Linked DNA regions of Mus musculus: region 1 is linked to region 2. Evidence: chromatin contacts called from public HiChIP or PLAC-seq data. All regions are on one chromosome and are shown on one strand. The core of a region is the stretch at or near the end of the contact, and the rest is flanking DNA. Distances in the headings are between cores, read along the strand shown.

Evidence for each region. HiChIP or PLAC-seq counts read pairs in DNA pulled down with a chosen protein or histone mark.
Region 1: a contact with region 2 is called in an H3K27ac HiChIP or PLAC-seq map of microglia, with 4 times the contacts expected there. The contact joins the promoter of Zdhhc5 here to the enhancer-like site in region 2. A contact is called at or near these places in 3 of 39 promoter capture datasets (the 3T3-L1 cell line, the C10 cell line and frontonasal cranial neural crest), 9 of 484 Hi-C or Micro-C datasets (3T3-L1-derived adipocytes, the C10 cell line, the HPC-7 cell line and 6 more), 1 of 115 datasets of contacts at active chromatin or transcription factors (microglia) and 4 of 9 other capture datasets (adipose tissue, liver, macrophages and 1 more).

The regions. Positions count from the first base shown.
Region 1 is chr2:84,713,613-84,717,417 of GRCm38.p6, reverse strand. Zdhhc5 (zinc finger, DHHC domain containing 5) reads left to right here and starts at 2,254. Exons shown (of 12, transcript NM_144887.4): 1 at 2,254-2,435.
Region 2 is chr2:84,617,177-84,621,064 of GRCm38.p6, reverse strand. It overlaps Ctnnd1 (catenin (cadherin associated protein), delta 1), which reads left to right. Exons shown (of 19, transcript NM_001085450.1): 4 at 78-230; 5 at 611-1,146. Among named protein-coding and RNA genes, the nearest start is that of Ctnnd1, 32 kb to the left of the region's middle. Within about 2 kb of position 1,859, at least 92 of the 459 cell types and tissues checked have an H3K27ac peak or open chromatin away from gene starts, as enhancers often do. A contact at or near this core is called in adipose tissue, macrophages, microglia and 1 more, where this site is marked.

The DNA.
Region 1 (3,805 bases), core at 1,005-3,504, 96 kb before region 2:
CTACAAAGTGAGTTCCAGGACAGCCAAGAGTATACAGAGAAACCCTGTCTCAACCCTCCCCACCCTCCAAAAAAAAAGAAACCAAAATCTAAAATTGTCACTATATCTTGGGACAGTGATTATGCTTCTGCTAGTGCTCATCCAGCTAAAATTAGGCTGACAATCCAGTAGTCTAATGTCCCTAGTGACCCTGAGGTATTCAGTACCTCTGGTTGGATGATGGAACCCTTTTTCCATTTAGTATGCTCTGGCCAAAAGACATGATGATTCACACAGGTCTTTGTAGAAAAATTGGGTTGGCAGGATGGGTCAGTGGGTGAAAGGACTTCCTAGGCGTGACTGACAACTTGAGCTCCTATCTGTAAGCCAAGAGAGAACCAACACCCAAAAGCTGCCTGAACTCTGTCTGCCTTCTCTCTCTCTCTCTCTCTCTCTCTCTCTCTCTCTCTCTCTCTCTCTCTGTCTCAAACAAATAGTTTTCCTATTTAAAAAGGTAGGAAAATCAAGAATGCTTCACTTGTTAAGTAGAGAAAATAAAGCTTTAAAATCCTAGAGAAATAAATGAAATTTGACCCATCTTAAGGAAACATTATTTTATAGGCAGAATATACTTGATAGGGTAAATGTTGTACCTCCAAATAATACTTTAAAATTATTCATAATGCTGAAGATTTTTAAAAATTCTCTCCTTAGACCGCTCTATTGGCCGTGCTACCTACTTCCTCCATGTGTGATGTGTGAGCCACAGCCCAGGCCATACCACCATTCTGCCATGGTCTGAGAATTTACCCCACAGACGTCTTCGCCAACGGATTTTTCAAAATAAAGTTCCACTCCTTAAAACATGTATGCTCGTAACGGTTCCAATAAACGCTGCATTTAAGCCAGTAGTAAAAATGATAAGGGATAAGACTAGAGTCTAAAGAAAAAAGGGTAGATTTTTTTTTTTCTTTTCTTTAACTGGATGCCTAAGGCTGAAGTGTCAAAGTTAAATCAGTAACATTTGAAGTGAAGTCAAGGAAACAATGACAGGACTTGGAAATAACCCTGAACGAGACCTTCGCTTCAGGGAAGCGGCTCGGGGATATCTTTTTGAAGGGCTGTTATGTAACAGAGCTCCTTTACAAATGAGAGGTGGCCTGAAGCTGTAAGAGGAGAGCCCTATGGCAAAGCCACCGGGTCCACAGCCGTCTCGGCTTAATTAGGGCAAAATGTAGTGCCGCGATCTTCGGAGAGTTAGCCAGCAGCTCGCCAGGGACAGGAGCTATTCTAGAAAGACTTTTCTTTTCAGCCTGCTTTCTCAAATTGGGTGAGGTCAGGGCGCCCATTCCTCGTGTAGTCGTGGAGGTGTCTACGCCTCGCACCGCGCACTCCCAGTGCTTCACTCCATCGGCAAGCACTGTAAATCTAGGGATAGCAGCCGAGCTCCTTCATCTAACCCAGCCTTGGACAGAACCCTCTCCTCAGACTGTTCAATGGGCCGTGCGCCTCCTTCCTCCATAGGTGAGGCCATACCACCACTCAGGAATTCTGCCACGGTCTGAGAATTTACCCCACTGACGCTTTCGCCAACGGATTGTTTTAAATAAAGTTTCAGTCCTTAAAGAAAAAAAAAAAAAAAAAAAGTGTGTGTGTTGGAGGGGCTGCCCGACCGAATCCTCACACCAATGAATGAAGAGGCAAGGAAGGAAGCCGGAAAGGCTTAACGGTGATTGGCTATCGTAGATGCTTTTCAGGACTGTACCAGGCCAACTCGGAGGAGGCTGGTGAACTAAGAAAGGGCATCTGCTTGTTTTTGAGCACTTCCGGTACATACGTAGAATTTTTTTTGCTTAAAAGTTTTTCTTGACTACACTACAAATGGGAAAGCGGACAAAATAAGAGAAAGATCTCGCCAGACCAGTTCCTCGTCCCCAAACCGGCGCAGTTCGCCATGTCCCCTCTCCCGACCATCCAGCCAGACACGACGGCCAGGCGCGCGCGCTCCCGTGTCACTACGTGTTTGCGGCGCCGTGCCCCTGCAGCCAATCAGAAGGCGAGGTCGCCGCGGTCGCCCGCGGTCGCGCGCACGCTCTAGAGCGCCGTGGGGGCGGGGGTTAGGGGGTGAATGGAAGAGTGAACGGGGGCGGGCTCGGCGGCGCGAGCCGCATGAATGAGAAGAACGTGCCCCGCGAGAGACGTCGCCCGCGCCCGCGCCCGCGCCCGGGAGCCAATGGGAACGTCGTGAGGCTACAGACCGGAGGCTGAGGGCAGCGGCCGCGCGCCGGCCGCACAGAGGCGAGCGTCGGCCGTCGGGAGCGCGCGGCGGCGGGGCGGGCGTGGAGCGTGCGGGGGCCGCGCGCTGCCTCTCAGAGGCCAGACGGCACTGCTGGGAGGCGGCGGCGACAACGACGGCGGTGACAACGACGGCGGCGGTGACGGGCGCCGCGCCGGGGGTGAGTACCGGGGACGCTGGCCCCTGCGGAACCGGAAGTGCTGGGCTAGTGAGGTGGGAGGGGAGAGTGACCTCTAGGGAAGGGGGACCGCGGAGGGGAGGAGGTTAAGGCCCTACCCCTCCTCGGGCTGTACGGGCCCCGAAACGGACGCCCGCAGACTAAGAGAGCCGCGGCCGCCCGCCGGGGCTTGGACCCGGTTGGTGCCCGGCTGCCCAGTTGCGGAGCCGCCGCCCCTTCCTTCCCCGGCCCGCGGTTCTCTCAGCTCCGGCGGGCCCTGCGCGCGGTGGATTCCGTGTTTTCTGGGCCAGGGGTAGTCAGTCCTGCCCCCGGTGATGACTCCCACTGCTCCAGCTGCCGGCCGGGGACTGTACTCCTTTTACCGCTCCGCGGTTCAGGCCCCTCGCCCTACACTCCACTGGTCCTTATTTTGGTTAGAGCTTCGTCCTGTGGTTACCTGTTCTTTCTCCCATCCATCGGCTGCTTCTCCCTACCCCCCACCAGCCAGGTGCTCCATGCTTTTATGCTTTTAGTACTTTGTACTTTATTTTACAAGTAGGGCTTGAATGTATCTGACAGTATTTTATCACTAGCCGTCTATTCCTGGGGAAGTTTAAAGTTCCTTAACCAGTTGGCCAAATGAAACCACTAAAACGAGAAACAAGAAAGTGACTAAAGTTATTAGAAGTAGTCGTAGAATAGATACATGTTACATTGCAGACCATTTTTGTCCTCTTGGGTTTACTTCCTGGTTAATGCCATCTTGTCCAGGATAATCTTAGGTTAGATCTCCATCCTTTTATCCCAGTGTGAGCCTGCTTTGTATCAGACAGATCTGTCCGGTGCTCATGAATGCATACAAATTCATCTAGTGTTTGTAAGAATTCTATCGCCAGGTACTTGGGCACCTACGTCGATCTGTAATAATACTCTTTTTAAACTTCTTCTTGGATCTTTCCTTCATAGCATGTATTCATTCTTCTATATGACATCTCCATTTCTATATATTCAAATTTAGTGTTCTGTGCTATAAGGTTTGGTTATTTTAACAAATAATACATGTGCTGTCCACTGCACTGCTCCAAAGGAACTACTTATATCAAACCTTATGAAAGTCTTCAAACTACACATCTTGAATTGTTTGTTGTTGTTTTGAGACAGGATCTCTGTACATAACTGTTGCTGCCCTGGAATTCACTTTGTAAGACCAAGCTGATTTCTAACTCAGAGTTCTGACTTCCTGTGCCTCCCAAGTGCTGGGATTGAGGTCGAGAGCTACCACACCTGGCTCTGTATTGTTTGTTTTATACATACATATTTTCACTCAGTGATTTTTTTCCCCCTCAGTCAGCATGTGTCACGAACATTCTTGT
Region 2 (3,888 bases), core at 610-3,109:
AGGCACCTGTGTTTCTTACTAGAATAGATTGTTACTACATAGGTTCAGTTGTATTTTCACTCTTTTCTCTCTCATAGGATCACAACCACCTTCTGTACAGCACTATCCCCAGGATGCAGGAGCCAGGACAGATTGTGGAAACCTACACCGAGGAGGACCCTGAAGGAGCCATGTCTGTTGTTTCTGTGGAGACCACAGATGATGGGACCACTAGACGCACGGAGACCACAGTAAGCTGAGATTTTCGTGTCTTAGAATGATAGGTCCTCTGTGGTATTTTAGTAGAGAAGCTAACGAGTTAAGTGAGCCAAAGCCACTGTCTGCCAGAAAGAAAGTGATGCCTGGGCAAAGAGACAAGGTAAAAGAAGTTCAGGAAGTGGGAAGAGAGGAGGAGTATGACAGTTACAGTAGCTTCCGGAGAGGATGTTAGTGATTGGGCAGTTTTTTTCCATTGAGGGCTTCTGTAGGATGGAGAAGAGATATAGATGACACACACTTCTGTATAAAGACCTAGAGGGTAGGGTTTCTATCTTAGAGTACTGTGGAATTTAAACTTAGATTCTTTATTTCCTCAATAGTTGGTTTTCCTTTTCTTATTCCTTAAATGAAGGTCAAAAAAGTTGTGAAGACAATGACAACTCGGACAGTACAGCCTGTCCCCATGGGGCCAGACGGGCTGCCCGTGGACGCCTCAGCAGTCTCCAATAACTATATCCAGACCTTGGGCCGTGATTTTCGCAAGAATGGCAATGGGGGCCCTGGTCCCTATGTGGGGCAAGCGGGCACTGCCACTCTTCCTAGGAACTTCCACTATCCTCCAGATGGGTATGGCCGACACTATGAAGATGGTTATCCAGGTGGCAGTGACAACTACGGCAGTCTGTCCCGGGTGACCCGAATTGAGGAGCGGTATAGGCCCAGCATGGAAGGCTACCGGGCACCCAGTAGACAAGATGTCTATGGGCCCCAGCCCCAGGTTCGAGTAGGTGGAAGCAGTGTGGACCTGCATCGTTTTCATCCTGAGCCTTACGGGCTAGAGGATGACCAGCGCAGCATGGGCTATGATGACCTCGATTACGGCATGATGTCTGATTATGGTACTGCCCGTCGGACAGGAACACCCTCTGACCCTCGACGACGCCTCAGGTGGGCAGGAGTGGGGGAAGAGGTAGCTTTAGGGACTCCTAGAGGTCACTAAGCACCTGTCTGCTCTGAGGGCTCTTCCTCCTAGAGCTGATCTTTGCTGGCTGAAGATGCCATGCTGACTGTTTGGATGCGTAGTTGCCATGGAGGAAGATTTTACAATGGGATTGATTGGTCCTCACTCCCTTTCTTTCTTCCTTCCCTTTCTTTATTCTTGTTATTGTTGAGACAGGGTATCACTATTTAGCTCTGGCTGGTAGACCTTTTTTAAAGGACCCATTTTAGGCTTTGTGTGCTGTTCATTAGTGCCTTTGTCATGTCTCTTGTCGGGATTTCATATTTTTAAAAGGTTATTTTAAAAACTCTTACTTATGGGTGTGCACAAAAAAACATGTTTGGTCTTGGGCTGCAAACATTACTTTAAAATCAGGGTCTATATTTTCCAAGTTAAGAAATAAAGGAAGGCTTATAGTTATCTTGATAGTGAGGGTGCCCTGGCAGCTGTTCTCAGTCTTTGTAAGTAGGTTCATGACCTTCCAAAGCAAAGGTCTTGGCACTTTCCAAATGTATATTAGGTGGTATTGGCTAACCATAAACTGAATTAGTCTGGGACAGGAGTAGAGGCCCTATTATCTAAGCCTGAGTCACTGACACTCTTCAGATGGCGTGGTTAGCAAATTCAACTCCCATGTGACTCACCTTTTATTCCTAAAGGGGCACCAGATCTTAGCTGGTGTAAGCTAGCTAGGGTAGATAGATAGCAGCTATCATTAGAAGAGTCTGCCCAAGGAGTGGGGCTGAAGTCTGCTTGCTCTGACTTCCTCAATAGCCAAGAGAGATTAGACACAGGTGGGTGTGGATGACCAGACTGTTCCCTGCTGTCCTTTGAAGTGCCAGTCACATAGAGCGGGTTTGGGGCTTGGTTCTTGGGTTTATTCCAGGGTGACATTGAGTTTGGAATCCTGCTTGACTAGCAAGATTCTTGACTAGAAGAATTCTGCTTCCTGTTTCGGCCTTCAAGAATAGTGCAAGGTCAAACTTTCATAGCAAGGCAGTGATTAGTGGCAAAAGCACTGAACTTGAAAACCCTGGTTTTAGTTTGCCTCTGCCATTATCTATAGAGCCTTAAGCAAGTTATTGGGTCATTTGTGCAGTTTTGTTATTTGTGAAAGAATCTTGATCTACTGCCTATGAAAGAAGGAAGTATAAAGATAGACTTCCTTGAGTGACTGAAACAAAATCTGGCAGTGGCAATTATTTTTATAGTTGCTTGTCTTAAACAAGAAAAGTAAAATATGCTCAGCATACAGCCTAAAACACCATTCTCTCATGGACAGTTTGGTGTTTCTTGGGGTTTTCTTGAAAACATGTATCCTGTTTTCTCATTAAAAGGAAATATTTTTTCATATAGTGTTTAGCAATCTGCTTTTAAAACAAAACAACTTACTTTATTTTGTTTAAATGACATTTTAAGTTTAAAGGTGCCTTTACTATCAACCCCCTACTTCCCTTGGTTTTTCAAGACCAGGGCTGTCCTGGAGCTTTCTCTGTAGACCAGGCTGGCCTTGAACTCATAGAGATTTGCCCTGCCTTTGTCTCCCAACTACTGAGATTAAAGCCATGTGCCACTACTGCCAAGTCTATTTATTTTTTAATGAAATGATTTGTTCTACTGAGTTTTTTATTGTTTAATGATCAGTGTTGATACCTGTTAGGTAGGCTAATTTTCAATGTTTGGTGACTGTGGGAGTGGTTTTATGGAACAAGCAAGTCTTATTTGGAGAGTCCTACACAATAGAGTCCCCTATCCCAGTGGGAGCCCGGGGGGGGGGGGGGGGGGTTGGGTTGGTGGTGAGTGAGGTGAGCTCATAGATAATAGGGTTCTTCCTTTGTACTTATAAATAACAGTGTGACAGGCTCACCCTCTAGTGGGTATTGATGGTACTGAAACAGGAAGTGTTGCTTCTCATCTGACATCTTTCAGTTTCTTCTTCTGATCCAAGAGCTGGGACATTCCAATATATGTTGGTGTATAGGTGCCATTTGGCAGACATGGAAATGTAGAAGTTGAAGGATGGAACTCTTCTTGGAACATACCTGTCTGACTGAATAGCACGTGAGGCCCTGGGATGAACTGTGACAGCTAGTGTTCAAGTTTATGCCTCAGTAGTACTAAAGCTAACTCCTCAACAATATAGCCAGAAGTCCTCTGTTTTTCTTGATCAGTGCCTCTTCAATTTCCAAAATAGGGCGAGCTTAATAGTTTTGTTCCACTAGCTCTTTCCTGTGTGCGGATTCCTTGTGTGTTCTCTTTGTGATGAACGTTCCACATACTTGTCTTTCTCAATCAGCAAACTTCACAGGTTACTTTTTAAAATTTATTTATTTATTTATTTATTCATTCATTCATTCATTCATTCATTCATTGGTTTTTTGAGACAGGGTTTCTCTGTGTAGCCCTGGCTATCCTGGAACTCACTTTTTAGCCCAGGCTGGCCTCGAACTCAGAAATCCGCCTGCCTCTGCCTCCCAAGTGCTGGGATTAAAGGCGTGCGCCACCACACCCGGCCACAGGTTACTTTTAAGTTATTAAAATTGGACCCAGGGAGAGAGTTCAGTTGGTGAAATGCTTTTTGCACAACATGAGGACCAGGATTTGAGCTCCAGTACCTACATAACAAGCTAAGCTCTGTGGTGGCAGAGATAAGAGGATCCTTGGGTCCTGCAGGACAGTCAGACTAGTTT